2 separate regions of the Danio rerio genome follow, and region 1 is linked to region 2. A link is a contact called in public Micro-C data. All regions are on one chromosome and are shown on one strand. Each heading gives the region's core, a stretch centred on a gene start, on an enhancer-like site or on the middle of the called end of the contact. The rest is flanking DNA. Distances are from core to core; before and after follow the strand shown.

Region 1 (3,298 bases), core at 573-3,072, 33 kb after region 2:
TGCACACACAGCTGCTTCTGTTTTGATGCAACTACCTGTAGTTCTGACTATTAGAAACTCAGACATTGCTGAGGCTCTACGTTTTATCAAGAAGTAGATTATTTTTATATATAATATTCTAAATTCTCTTCATCCCTCATATAATATTTATAAATATAATAATTTTAATTAACAAATTACATCATCACTCACTGGCTTACTCACTCTGCTTTGCTTGATTCCATTCTTTATCAGGGGTTGCCACTGTGGAATCAACTGCCAATTACATTTTCAGCAGAACAATTTTAGAAGTAAAAAAACCCTGTTCTATTACATTAAATAATGATGACAAAATTAATAATTGTAATACATTATAATAAATAATTGTGCAATTAAATTACCGGTAAGAATAATATATATATTTAAAACTGAAAAATTAAGACAATTAATTAATTCAATTATGAATTAAATTTTAGATTTATACAGGGCTTAATAAATTAAATAAATTTATGAGTGTCCCTAACAAAAATATTTAATACATTTAATAATACAAAAATAATAATAATTTTGTTTGAATTTTTTAAAATAAATTTTCAAATACACTTGAAGTCAGAATTATTAGCCCCCCTGATTATTTTTTCCCCAATTTCTGTTTAACGGAGAGAAGATTTTTTTCAACAGATTTCTAAACATAATAGTTTTAATAACTAATTTGTAATAACTGACCTGTTTTATATTTGCCATGATTACAGTAAATAATCTTTGATATATTTTTCAAGACACTTCGTTACAGCTTAAAGTGATATTTAAAGGCTTAACTAGGTTAAATATTAAGGTTAGGTTAATTAGGCAAGTTATTGTATAAGGATGGTTTGTTCTGTAGGAAAAAAAATAAAGCTTAAAGGGGCTAATAATTTTGACCTTAAAATGGTTTTTTAAAAAATTTAAAACTGCTTATATTCTACCTAAAATAAAACAAATAAGACTTTCTCCAGGAGAAAAAAATATTATCAGACATACTGTGAAAATTTCCTTGCTCTGTTAAACATTATTTGGGAAATATTTAAAAAAGAAACAAAAATCAAAAGGGGTAAATAATTCTAACTTCAACTGTATAGTTTTGATATTGGAAAAAGGTTGAATAGATGATGATATTTATGACAATTACTACTGTATATTGATTATTACTTTAATTCATAACCTGAAATATGTATATTTTCTAAATCATAAATGAATTGTGTTTTTAAAATTTGACTATACTAAAATGGATATGCACCAGGATACAGCAGGCGCAAACTCAGAATCAGAGTTTACTTTTAATGAGGCTGGATGAAAGAAGCATTGCTGCGATTAAGGCGATAGAGAAGCACTCTTGTTTTCATTTCACGTTGAATGACGTCTTTGATCATCAACACTGCAGCATTTTCAACCTCCGGCAATGAGCAAAAATGTCTGTGAATGAGAGGCTCTGCCCTACTGTATATCTTGTGTTTCAATTTGATCTGAATGCCAGTATTGATGCCAGAACTACAACAGTTGGAATTGCCAAGAAGAGTGATCAATAGCGTGACCCTGAACTTGATTTTTTAGGGCTCATAAACCGTCCAAACAACACGCAATGAATAGCAATACTAAAGCATCAGTAAGGTGTTATAAACCTCTTTGGTTCCAACAGCAAACGCTCAGCTCATTTGTTATGTATGAGTGAAGGAATGTGTGTATGTGTGTTTGTGCAATGTGAATGTGAGCGTAAATGTAAATGTGTGTGTGTTTTAGCAGCTCATGTATTATACAGATGGCCTGAGGCTACAGGCTCTCCTGCCTCCAGGAAAACAGCTCATGAGAAAAGCATGCGGCTCTATGTGTCTCTGTGTGCAGTAGTTCACAGAAGCAGAGGCTGAAATCAGAGAGAGATTTTCCACCCGCTTCCTGCTTTTTTTCTTTCTGACAGCACTTCCCTTTGACACATTTTCATTCTCTTTATAGCCCGTCGTAATCTTCCTGCTCTGTTTTCCAGATAATTCCAGCAGGGATTTTGGCTCGGAATGCAATAATGGCAATTGAGGGACAATTGGAAGTAGAGAAAATAACCCTAATCCTGTTCATTACCCATGATTATTGACAGTCATCACAGAGCCATTTATGTAGCAGTTTAAAAGCAGAGATCATCATCTTTCTCTCAAAAGCAGAATAACAGAATTGTGTCCTTTTCTAAGAAAGGTTTTTTTTCTTTCTTCTTTCATCTTGCCTCATACTGCAGCTCTGTGAGTGTTTGTGTGGAAAAAGTAGAAGAAGAAAAACAAACAAACAATGTGTTCTGGCTCTTTATGTAAAAATTTATTCTTCCAAAACCATCCAGATTCACTTGACATGTGATATATGCATGATCTGAACCCTTTTACTCTCTGTAAAACTCACCGCTGCCAGAGAAAAAAACAGCCCACAGTCATTTTTATTAAAAACAGCTTTCATTCAGATTTTTCTTCTGGGTCTGTTACTGACTTTTCTATGAAAAAAGTTCTGAGTCATGCCAGAATTCCAGTGAAAAACAGGCATGTCTTATCTCACCATTTGTTGTTAAGCAGCGCCATCTAGTGTAATGATAAAAAAATGCATTTATTCATTCATTCATTCATTTTCTTGTCGGCTTAGTCCCTTTATTAATCTGGGGTCGCCACAGCGGAATGAACCGCCAATTTATCCAGCAAGTTTTTTTACACAGCGGATGCCCTTTCAGCCGCAACCTATCTCTGGGAAAATACATGCATTTAGTTGGCCATTTTTCAAGATAAGCCTTTGGTGTGTCCAGAACGTGTCTGTAAACTTTCAGCTGAAAATACCCATCAGATTTTTCATTATAGATGCTAGTATCTGCCCATTTTTGGCTTTTGAATACATTAAAGCTGTTTTTGTAGCCTATGGCTTTAAATGCAAATGAGCAGCTTCTCCCCGCAAACAATTCCCCCCTGCATGTCTGCTTTTCATTATACATTGTGTCAGATAAACAGCCGTCAGTGATAGAGAAAGACTCTGATGAAGCTGTGATTTACTGACACCATGTGGTGGTGATTATAGCTGTTAAGAATTAAATAGCGATTTTACTTTCTTTATTACAAACATGCTGTTTTAAAAACGTTTAAACTTAGAAAAATCAGAAAAGTCACAGAGTTTATTTTCAAAAAATGTTCTGTGGACCTGTATATATGTTATTACAGAAATATGACGATATGTCAATCAATTCGGTGAGCGGGGAAAACCACACTCCTACATAATGTTGCGGTGGGCCTCAAAATCTGTGGGATTTGGGTCCTATTTTAAC
Region 2 (2,891 bases), core at 329-2,828:
TCCCACTAACACACACATACCACGTACAACAGCGCCGCTCTCTTACACAACAACAATAGCCTCACACACACAAATTGTCTCCAGACTTGCACTACGCAGACACCACAGCTCAATTCTCCTGTGCAGCAGTAATTGCGCATTCATGAGGACAAATATTCACACTCTGTGTCTAACTATTAACTTATTGTGCTTTCATCTTGTACAATTCATCTCCTTGTAAGGGAATCAAGCTGTAACAGCTCCCTGCCCTTACAGCACGCACACGCACTCACAAAGAGAGAGGGAAAGAGCTTGAGTGTTTTGATGAGTGAAAGGAACGGTGTATTTGTGTGACCTTACTGACATTAGTTTCTTTAGAGATTCAAAGTGTATTTGGGCTCAGTTTAACAAACTATTAACAAATTGAGGAAATGAGAAATTAATTTAAACATAAATCTAAAAGTTGAATATGGATTTAATTTTTTTTTAGAAATGTATAGAATTTAGTAAATAAAAATATTTAAAAGATTCATTTACAATACAATGCAAAATTAAACAAAAAAATATTAAAATGTTCTAAAGAGACCAGATTAAATAAACATTTGATAAATAATGAAAATAAAATATGAATATATAAACAATAACATGATTTTCTGACTTAAAAACATTTATTTGCAGGACCCTTTAATACAACTCACCAGTAAATGAACTTTAATTGAAATGTGACAAAGATACTATCGTGTTTTTTAATATTATGAAAAATGAAATATATAGCATTTTAATTATTCATTATTTTATTTATAAATAATAAAAACAGACATCATGACCTTTAAACAAACTACTTTAAAAAAAATAATCACACATTGTGACTTCAGGATGTAATGCACTGACCTCACCTTGTGCATTTTTTATAGCACATATGCCAATTTCATCTGTAAAACTTGCAGTGAAATGCAGTAATCTGTGTGTACCCTTGTGGCTGAACCCTTAAAAGATCATACGAGTATAGTTGCTCAGTGTTGGCACGGTGCCATGTCTGTCTGCCTCAGGAGGCTGCTGGCGTGTAACTCATTCTGATATTCGTCTGAGTAATGTTTTATTATTCTTGCTTACCTTTACCACACGAGTTGACTAAATCAGAGATGTGATGTTTATATCTGAAGCGCAATCAGTCGTGTCGCTCTCTGTTTTCCCTCTCGTTCCGCTCCTGTGGTCCCGCTGGCTTCATCAATAACTACTTATCCACGATCCATCAGCGCGAGCCTCGCCGACTTGCAGAAATCGATAGGGTTTCGACGGGGAAAGTATCATCCAAAGACGAGCAGTCAGTCAGTCACAGTGTGAACAAAGCCGCTGTGATGTGACGGAATCTCGGCTGCGTGTCCGCGCAGGTCGCGTCGCTTTGTGCCTCAGTGACCTCACCGGCAGACGGTGCAACGTCGCAGCGTTTCCTTTCAACGGGAGTCGTTAACGTCAATGGACACGAGCAGCGTCGCCCCATTCCTTGAAACAAACAGAAAACAGCTTTTTGCTCCGGATCAGTCTCGTCCCAGCAGCAGTGCCTCCTCGGCGGTTTGCGTGTGTGTTTGTGTGCGCGTCTGGTTTTGGTCAGAGCAGAAGAGCTGCGTTTAACTTGCACCGGGAGCGCGCAGGAGAAGTGGAGCGGGCGGGCACGAGGCCAATCATCTGTTAGACATTTCCCTTTTCAGGAGCGCTTTTCTCTGGTCTTCCCTATAGAAGAGGTGGAGTGAGTGGGTTTTGGCTCTCTGGCTGCAGTTCAGGTCCCGCCATAACCCCCTGTTCTGTCACGCGCACCTATAACGTTACAGTAAAGACCCATAGACTTGTGTTTTTCTTTTGCTAAACGCACCCGTTAGAAACTCAATGTGGGTGGCATGTGGGATTCTTGCATTTAATTTAATGTTATTTATAAATGATGCACTGTATTATTTTAGTTATTTATTTGTACTTTTATTTAATAATGTATTATTAAATAACTAACTGATATTAATTACAAGTCTGTTTAGCAAGTTTTACTATATATTTGCTTGCTGTATGTCTAGTTTTTATTATTTTTAACAGTTTTGAGGACAATTTCAGATATCATTAGTATAGTGAAACAAATGCTGAACAATTAGCATAACAACCCCAAAACTAAAACCAACCCACAAAATGACCTAAACAGGCTCAACTCAGCGTTTTTAGTGTGTAGTTTAGACACGTGAGATTACAAGTGACACAATGTAATTTAATTATTGTTGTTATCCTATTAAAATGTATATTTATATTTGTATGTGCATCTTTTATTGTGATATAAAAACACTTACTGTTTTAAAAAAAGTTTAGAATTCAACTAAATATTTAGTTAATTTTATGGTACATTTTATTTGGCAGATTTTCTGAATATATTTTTTAGCTTCACCTTATTTTTAAGGACATTTTTAGCAACGCATCCTCACAAGAACAAGCGTGCACAGACACACACAGAGACAAAGGCTTTTTTCTTGCTCAGTTTTCCTCTGACTTCAGGTTCCAAAAAACACACCCTGTTTCTAGTTAAAAGCAGACATTCACTTCTGTGCCAGAGTCCGTCATTTATTTTCTTGTGTGAAAAGCAGCCCTGTGTTGAAATAGTTTTCCAGGTGACTGGGGGCTTCACAGAGAAACTGCATCTTTGAAATAAATGGAAACCATGCATTGTGGTCTGCTGTACCAGCACTTTAAAACTCTTTTTCTCTGTCTCTTTACTATTTAGGAAATGGAAATTGACTAAGTAAGCATTTACATTTTGTTGTTTTGTTTGTTTCATTCTATTTAGTTTAAAAAAATAACCATTACTAAACCTTTAAGTTTTTTTGGACCATTTTACACGTACACATTCTTTATATTGCTTGTTTTTTAATATACAGTTG

Evidence for each region. A called contact is a pair of places that touch in the nucleus more often than the background predicts.
Region 1: a Micro-C map of caudal fin shows a contact between it and region 2, with 3 times the contacts expected there. The contact joins the enhancer-like site here to the promoter of sertad4 in region 2. A contact is called at or near these places in 2 of 18 Hi-C or Micro-C datasets (caudal fin and an unstated tissue).

The regions. Positions count from the first base shown.
Region 1 is chr13:35,268,664-35,271,961 of GRCz12tu, forward strand. The region is part of intron 3 of syt14a (synaptotagmin XIVa); the gene reads right to left. Among named protein-coding and RNA genes, the nearest start is that of sertad4, 33 kb to the left of the region's middle. Within about 2 kb of position 1,823, at least 18 of the 62 cell types and tissues checked have an H3K27ac peak or open chromatin away from gene starts, as enhancers often do. A contact at or near this core is called in caudal fin, where this site is marked.
Region 2 is chr13:35,235,751-35,238,641 of GRCz12tu, forward strand. sertad4 (SERTA domain containing 4) reads right to left here and starts at 1,579. Exons shown (of 4, transcript XM_005156955.6): 1 at 1,093-1,579.